Regions from separate parts of the Mus musculus genome. Here region 2 is linked to region 1. A link is a contact called in public Hi-C data. All regions are on one chromosome and are shown on one strand. The core of a region is the stretch at or near the end of the contact, and the rest is flanking DNA. Distances in the headings are between cores, read along the strand shown.

Region 1 (4,433 bases), core at 964-3,463:
TAAGAGTGGTGATGGTGGACGTATGCAGAGGAATAGTACTTTCTGCACATGAACACGTAAGCTGGACTCTATGCATAAGACCTTAGCAAGATCATGCTCACTCAGCTCAAAGCCCACTATGGACCTGGGAAGGGCTCATCAGGTTCCACTTCGATGAAGAGAGACAGGCAACTGATAAATGATAGGAAGGAAGAGTCCATTCTCTTCAAGGATATGACCCCTCTGAGAGGCCACCCATGCTGCAACTGATGGTCCTACCCCATGCACACACATGCAGCACTAAGTGGAGCCTGTGGGTTTTAAAGCAAGAGATAGAAAGAGCAGATGAAGTTGGGTGGGGGGGGAGAAGTGGTGGGAGGGGAGCAGGAGAGGGAGGGGGTTTGACCAAAATATATCATATGCATGGACGATATTCTCAAACAATCTAATTTTGAGCCAAGTATTGTGGTAGACACAAAACTACAAGTGCAAATTACACACCATCCTTGCCATCTGGGACTTGGGAATTCAAACTCTGAATCACACTGAATATAAAATCGAGGGCTGTTATGCACGGATGCTGCTGTGTCGGTGACAGAGTGTCTTTAAAAGGTCACAGGCATCATGATGTAAGGATGTTACTTTCTCTGCTTTTCTCTCTTCCCCACAAGCACTCTAAGATGGCCTTGAGTCTCTCTCTGCACAGCCAGCCAGTCTTTGCCTGTCTCCCCTCCTGCCTCAAGGGTTTACAAGCTAAGCCCACCTCACCTTTAATGTGCTGTTCAGGGTTCTGATCTTGTGCAACTTCTCGTTTATCGATGGGTTTTTGCATCGCTTCACAAAAGACTTTCTCAGCTCCTTCTTGGTTGAAGGCCGCCGGTCCCCAAGAGGAGACAGGCTAGCCTGCTCCAGTGATTTGTACAATTTTTCCATCTCATCATCTTCAGATGATTTTATTTCTTCTGTTTAAAAAAGAAAAATCAGTATCAGCAAAGCTGATTACAACCAAAGAGTGAACATCAGACACTGTGGTCCAAAAGGGTTTCTGTTCTCACCTTCATCTTGGACTTCTGGTCTCCAGAAGTATAGGGCAGTGATGCAGCGTTGTCTGACCACTCATATCATGATGCTACTCAGGAGGCTATGAACCATTTAATGATGTATAATTGTAATGTATCCTAGTAAGGCCACACACTGACCTACTGCTCAGAGACTTTGGGACCACAGTAGGACTTCAATGTTACCATTTTTTGTGGAACACAATGTAGTCAACTCCTAGCCCCCTAAAATCCATATTTTCTCATACAGAGAACACATGTATCTCATTCCAACACCCTGCCCCAGTCTTAAATCATTTCAACATGGACTCTGAGATGAATATTGCAACCAAACATCCTCAAAGTTAGGCATTGGGAAACTAGGAGATGATTCATCTGGGTTCAAAATTCCTCTTCATGAATGGATACAGAAAATGTGGTACATTTACACAATGGAGTACTACTCAGCTATTAAAAACAATGGATTTATGAAATTCTTGGACAAAAGGATGGACTATCCAGAGACTATCCTACCCAGGGATCCATCCCATAATCAGCCACCAAACCCAGACACTATTGTATATGCCAGAAAGATTTTGCTGAAGGGACCCTGTTATAGCTGTCTCGCATGAGGCTATGCCAGGGCCTAGCAAACACAGAAGTGGATGCTCATAGTCAGCTATTGGATGGAACACAGGGCTCCCAATGGAGAAGCTAGAGAAAGTACCCAAGGAGCTGAAGGGGTCTGCAATCCTATAGGTGGAACAACAATATGAACTAACCAGTACCCCCGGAGCTCATGTCTCTAGCTGCATATGTAGCAGAAGATGACCTAGTCAGCCATCACTGGGAGGAGAGGCCCCTTGGTATTGCAAACTTTATATGCCCCAGTACAGGGGAAAGCCAGGGCCAAGAAGCAGGAGTGGGTGGGTAGGGGAGCAGGGCAGGGGGAGGGTACAGGGAACTTTCGGGATAGCATTTGAAATGCATATAAAGAAAATATCTAATAAAAAAATTTAAAAATTCCTCCTCATTTCTGAACCTGTGAAATAGAAAAGTAACCTCACAGACAAGCCCTACAACCTAGGGCTTACCATAAAGTCTGAACACCTGCTGCCCTGGGTACCTTCCAAGTGTCTGCTGAGGAAGACCCTGTGCCTGTTTGCTGGCTGTAGAAAGACAGTTAGCATTTCTCAACCTGCTCCATACCATCTGGCCCCTCTTAACTGCGCCTATCCAGCTTCAGCCCTTCAGAGACTAGAGAGCAATGAACCTCTGCAGGCCATTCTGGAATAAGCAGGTCAGTGGCGGCCAGGAAGGCTTCATCCTAGAAGCTTTGTTAGGAACTGGCAAAGATGGTTTCAACTTAAAAAGAAAAGGAAAAGCTAAATGTGGTGGTGTGTGGGCTGGAAGTTTTCCAGGAGTCATCCTAAAACCTAGAAAGAAGCTGGTTCCTCTCTTGGAGCTCTCTCACTCTACGGGGCCAATGTGTCCCCTTTAAGGCCACATTGGGTATGGCTTTCCATCACAGGTAACCATAGGGACCTTAAATGCCAGTAGCCCAGTTTGGATGCTGAAGGAGATGTTGACTCGTTGCATGTCTTTTATTCCATGTGGAGAATTTCAACTCATTGTTCCTTTGTTTCCTGAAAACTATCTTGGGAAGTGTGTACAATGAGTTTTTTCTCCCCACATACACCACAGTGTTTACATATCCAACCCCCCTGACTCTGTGGTGGGGGAAAAAGATCCAAAATGAGCCCTATGCCCACTGTGATCATGAAGGGGGGGGAGGGGCAGCTGATCAAAACAGGCTCTGAGGCAGACACATAGGATAATGCAGTGATACCAGAACCCAGAAACGTCAGTTACATCACAGTAAACTCTTTTCTATAATTAGAAATGCTTAAAAATTAGCTCTTGCCCATTGACCTCAGACAGTTGCTACAAAGTGTCCTCAAAACTTAGCTGAGAAGGTGAGCAAAATGTTTCTCACAATTGGCCAAAAGTGTCAACCAGAGCAACATGTTTTTTCTGTTGTTGTTGTTGTTGTTGTTGTTGTTGTTGTTGTTTTTCAGAGTTTCTCTGTGTAGCCCTGGCTGTCCTGGAACTCACTCTGTAGACTAGGCTGGCCTCAAAACTCAGAAATTCACCTGCCTCTGCCTCCCAAGTGCTGGGATTAAAGGTGTGCACCACCACTGCCCAACTTTTTGAGACAAGGTTTCACTATGTATTCTGGACAAGCTACAACTGGCTATGAGGACCAGACTGTCCTAGAACTCACAGAGATCAGCTTACCTCTACTTCCTGAGTGCTAGGATTAAAGACAATTCACCACTACTCCTGGCCCAGAGCAACTTCTTATATCTTAGTCAAATGGTATCAAAATAGGGGAGAAAATGTATCAAAATAGGGGAGAAAATGTATAAAAATATATCTAAAGATAGACCTGTGGCCCCAGGCAATGTGCAATAATAAAATGTCAACTTTTGTTAATAAATTCAAGTACAGATATCTCTGTCATTAGGGAAATGAAAATCAAAACCACACAGAGATATCACTTCCTGCTTATCAGAATTGCTAATATAAAGAAGACAGATAGTAGTTAAGTGTGGCCAAAGATATAGAGAGATAGGAGATCTCATTTAGCATTAGTGAAAACGGAAAGCAAACCAGTACTTTAGAAAGTAGGTTGATGGTCCTCACGATGCCACGGTGACAATAGGACCCTGCAATTACACCTCTGTATTTGCATTAAAGAGAAATCAAAACATATCCCCTAGTGAGTTCTACATACTCATAGCAGCATTGTTCACGAGAGAAAGAAAGACAGAGAGAGAGAGAAGAACTAAGTAATTGATTATCAAGAGGTAAATGGATAAAGGGGATGTGGTGTGGAGCCCATAAAATGGAGCACTAGCCAGCAATGTAAGAAACAAACAAACAAACAAACAAAAACAGAGTAGACAGAAACTTAGGAAAGATATCTGAAGTGATCCTCTAGCTTAAGCATACACATGAGTGTGAGTGCGCGCGCACACACACACACAGAAATGGGGAGAGGGAGAGTGCTAAATGTATAATAAAATAAGCCATGAGAACTGGAAACAGAAGGTACATTATTTAGTTAGCAAACGTATCTTGAGTTTGTCCAGAAGTGTGTGTATTGAGGCGAACACAGGACCTACCAGTGTTATCCTAATTCTGGCTGAGGAGAGACTTTTTTTCCACCTCAGACAGCCCAGTCTACCAAAGAGATGATTATAGGTGGCCAAGTATGTAAAATTTAGAGTCTTTAAAAAAATAGGGTGTGGCCAGAAACAACCTGTGGTTTCACATGCCTGGCCAGCAGAGGCTTTTGGGTAGAAGATATTTGTTGCTCATTTCTGCTTCTTACTTTCTAAGTCATCATGAATA
Region 2 (4,433 bases), core at 594-3,093, 170 kb after region 1:
TCCACAGTGACACCTCCGGTATAAATTAATTGTTGATTCTCAAGATGTTACTAACAGCTCCAGTCACTGTGGTAGTCAATAGAAACTAAAACATGGCTTGGTGCTGCTTCCGTCTCCACAGGTCTAGAAATTCACTGTGCTGAAACCTAAGGCAGTTGCCTGGTGATAGTTCTGCCTCACTGTGAAGTGCAAGAAGCCAGGGTTAGTGTCTGGTTTATGGGAGAGCTCACAGCTACAGTCTGTAAAGACTGTGGGGGAACACAAAGAGAAGATGAAGGGAGGGAGGACATTGAATAACGAACATAAGAGGATGCCTGTAGTTCCCCGCTGACACAACCTTGGTGTTTCAAAACACCAGATTTATTATCTTACACTGATGAACGTTGAAATCTCTAATGGGTTGGCAGCCCTGTGCACCATGTAAAGGAGATACTAAAGGTGTCCATGTTCTTGCTTGACCAGTTTCTAGAATTGACTGCACTCCCTACCCATTGTTCTGTATTACTCTGTCCTCTTCTCCCATAGCTATACCACCTCCACCTCCCCACCCCCTTACTTCCTCACCCACTACTCCTACCCCCTACCCTCCACATCCCACCCCAATCAACTGTCACGTGATCCCTTCTCTGACTACACACACACACACACACACACTCACGCACGCACACGAATGCACCCTGCTCCACTGTCACGTGGCCCCTCCCTCTGACTCCCTGCCTCTGCCTTAGGAGGTCCTTGTGATGACATTGGATGCACTTGATTAAATCAAGACAGTCCCTGTAATTCAGCATCTTTCATTTGGCTCCTATATCTATAACATCTCTGCTCCTGTGTGAAGTAACGCAGTCACAGATTAGAGGGGACGTTTTTTTCAGCCGACCCACAATCTACTGAGGTAGATCTTTTCTTCCCCTCCCCACAGTTCAAATAGTTTGTAACACACATGCCTGCTTATATAATCTGTGAGTCGTTGGGTCCCATCAGGCTCCAGAATGTGGGAAAACCTCATGTCCTCCAGAAGCCCATTCCATTAATGGCATGAACATAGCTGAGGCAGAGCCTACCCTAGATCTCCCACCCAGATCCCCACTGCCTCACAGGTGAGTCACCATGGCTTTGCCATCTTGGCCCTGCAGACCCTGATTCTAGCAGAATTACACTCAGTCCCCAGCCAGTCTCCTGCTTCCACATGAATACTCCAGCCACCTCTTGTGGTCTCTTCAACTGCTGATATTTTTTTTGGTTCCCAAAAGATGACTATGGAGCCCAAGAAATATTTACTGAAATATTTGGCAATATGAGATATTGATCTGAAAAACCAAAAGCCTCCTATCAACAGGGATAGCCAATCATTGTGACTAACAGGAGAAGGGTGGTTTTCTGAGAGAATTTCGTCTGTTGCTTGTGTCTGTCTTTTAAGAATTTCTGCTAGTGTGGTCAATTAAATCATGCAAAATAGTGTGTGAATTGTATTTGTTATCACAGAGTTCTGAGCTGCAGAAGGTAAATCAGGAAAGTGACTCAGAACCGCCTCAGCCTGGCCTGAGCCCATTACCGCCACCAAGTGGCAGACACCAAGTGCTGACAGTGGCTCCAGCCAACAGAAGACTCCGGAGCGCCTTTCTTTCCTGTATCCTGTTACTGTTGCAGATGCCTACGGAATGTTAGAAATTACACCCCGGCCCACACTGCCTCAGTAAAAAGCTGGGTTCCGAGTGATTACCAGGACTTTCATGCCAAAGCAAGAACTAAGGAAAAAAGATGCCAAACTATTTGGGAGCGACACCACAGAAATTATTTCCTCCTTCCTTTTTCAACTTGATATTTTAACACAATGCCTTGTTTGCCGGACATCAAAGGAGATGCGATGATATATAGAGTTGTTGCCAAGGTAACTTAAGATTGTGTCTTGACCAGGAGCCTAGCATAATCATCACCAGAGAGGTTTCATCCAGCAATTGATGCAAACAGATACAGAGACCCACAGCCAAACATTAGGCAGAGTTGGGGAATCTTGCTGAGGAGGGAGAGGAAGAACTGAAGGAGCTAAGGAAACCACACGAAAACCTGCAGACTCACCTAATCAAGGCGCACAGGGGCTCATAGAGACTGAGCGGGCCACCAAGGAGCCTACATGGATCTGACCTAGGCCTCTGTATATGTTATGGTTGTTTAGTTTGCTCGTCTTGTGGGACTCCTAACAGTGGGAGCAGGGGCTGGCTCTGATTCTTCTGTCTGCTTTTGGGACCCTTCGCCTTCTCCAGCCATAAGATGGGAGGTGCCTAATCGTATTGCAACTTGATATGCTGCGTTTGTTTCATATCCCTGGGAGGACTGCCCTTGTTTGAAATGGAGGAGGAGTGGATGGGGGAGGTGCGGAGGAGGGGAAGAGAGAGGAGAGAGGAGGGAGGGAGGAGGGAGGAGGGAGGAGGGAGGAGGGAGGAGGGAGGGGAAACAACTGTTGGGATGTAATATGTGAGAGAGGAATAAATTTTAAAAAAAGATTGTGTCTTTAAGAAATAAAACTTACTTTTGCATTTTAACCATATTTAATCGTCATTTACTGTTATAAATGTACCTCTATGCCATGGTGGGTTTGAATAAAGCAGTATGTTCTGTGCCCTGATCCAGCCAGTAAATGCTTATGCTGATTCACGATCCCGTTCTCTCCAGTCTAGGGTAAAGCCCGCACAGGGGTCACACACATTCCATTTTGCTTCAACGCTGGGTCTCCTGGCTGTAAGGATTTAGACTTATCCCCAGCAAATCACACAGAAAGCTGGAAAATAAATGTCTTCCTTTGAGATAAGAAATACCAGCACGTTGTGTGTCGACATTAGTCTGGCTGCATTCTCTGTGCCTGTTTCAGGGGCAGAAGAAAGAGGACCAGAGAGCAGATGTCCCTGACAGAAAGAGCCATCCACCCCATCCATCCCAAGGCTGTTTCTGCTCATGTTCCAGATCATATTGTGAGGCCATCTGCCTCATCGGAGGTACTTCACAGCAGCCTTGGATCCTTGCAAACCAGAGGATAAGATAAAAATGCTGTTAAACAAATATTAGAATTATGCTTTATTTGGGAGGGGTTTTATTTCATTTTTTTCTTTTCTAATTTTAGAGCATTTTAACTTTTTAATTATTATTTATATCTCTGCCATTCATTTCTACTTCCCTTATAGTTGGACAATGCAGCCTATAAAACTTACTCTTGGCAAAAGAGATTGACGTGTTATTTTAAGAATTACTTATTTATGTGTATGCTAGTGTGCCTGTGTGTGTGACTGTATGTATGTGAGTTTGTGTGTGTGTGTGTGTATTGTATCATGTGCATGCAGGAGACCATGGAGGTCAAAAGAAGGTCTCAGGTCACTTGAAGCTAGAGCTCTGGGCCATTGTGAGCCAGCATATGGTGCTAGAAAGAGAAGCCAGGTCCTCTGTAAAAGTAACAGTGTTCTTACCCACTGACCCTTCTCTCTGGCCCTCTCTGCATTTTTTTCCACTGTGCAAAGATCTGATTCAACATTTTTAAACATTTCATGAATGTTTCAGAAGGCTAGGTTTCTGTGTTATAAACTATTTATATGTATACTTTAATCTTTCAAGTGTTCCCATTCCCCTGGAACAGTCCCTCGTTTTAAAAGATCTATTTATATAATATTTTTTGTCTGTGTGTGTGTGTATGCCCGTGTAAATTTGTGTGTACCACATGCATGCAGGAGCCCACAAAGGCCAAGAAAAGGGGGGGGGGTGTTCAGATCCCTTGAAGCTGAAATTGCAGACCACACTTAGCTGCCCTCTTGGCCCATGATAGTGCATTATTACGAGATGGAAAATGCAAACCAAGATCAAGTATTTTCACTACTGCATAGTATTTGGTGGCAAAGCCAGAACTGTCAATCAGGCTCCATGGGAACTGTGGTGATTTGAATAGGTTTGGTCCCCATAGAGTCATGTGTTTGAATGCTTGGCCCACATGAAGTGGCACTATTAGGAGGTATGGCCTTTGTTGGAGTAGGTGTGGCCTTGTTGGGGTAGGTAAGGCCTTGTTAAAGGAAGTATTGTCACTGTATGGGGTGGGATTTGAGGTCTCCTATGCTCAGGGTATGTTCAGTGTGAAACCCAGTCTACTGCTACCTGTGGAACAAGATGTAAAACTTTTGGCTCCTCTAGCATAATGCCTGCATGCACACTTCCATGCACACCTTGATGATAATGGACTGAATCTCTGAAACTGTAAGCCAGCCCCAATTAAATGTTTTCCTTTATAAGAGTTGCCTTGGACCCAGTTATACTACTCCTGGACATATATCCAGAAGATGCTCCAACTTGTAATAAGGACACATGCTCCACTATGTTCATAGCAGCCTTATTTATAATAGACAGAAGCTGGAAAGAACCCAGATGTCCCTCAACAGAGGAATGGATACAGAAAA

The links. Hi-C and Micro-C count contacts between places; a contact is called where the count stands out from the background.
Region 2: a Hi-C map of cerebellum shows a contact between it and region 1, with 1.9 times the contacts expected there. The contact joins two enhancer-like sites. A contact is called at or near these places in 26 of 484 Hi-C or Micro-C datasets (B cells, the BV-2 cell line, the C2C12 cell line and 19 more) and 1 of 115 datasets of contacts at active chromatin or transcription factors (the HPC-7 cell line).

Annotation. Positions count from the first base shown.
Region 1 is chr10:6,899,823-6,904,255 of GRCm38.p6, forward strand. Ipcef1 (interaction protein for cytohesin exchange factors 1) reads right to left here. Exons shown (of 9, transcript NM_001170800.1): 8 at 748-941. It also overlaps a transcript of Oprm1 not described here. Among named protein-coding and RNA genes, the nearest start is that of Ipcef1, 78 kb to the right of the region's middle. Within about 2 kb of position 2,214, at least 3 of the 459 cell types and tissues checked have an H3K27ac peak or open chromatin away from gene starts, as enhancers often do. A contact at or near this core is called in cerebellar granule neurons and cerebellum, where this site is marked.
Region 2 is chr10:7,074,793-7,079,225 of GRCm38.p6, forward strand. No RefSeq gene overlaps it. Among named protein-coding and RNA genes, the nearest start is that of Ipcef1, 97 kb to the left of the region's middle. Within about 2 kb of position 1,844, at least 34 of the 459 cell types and tissues checked have an H3K27ac peak or open chromatin away from gene starts, as enhancers often do. A contact at or near this core is called in cerebellar granule neurons and cerebellum, where this site is marked.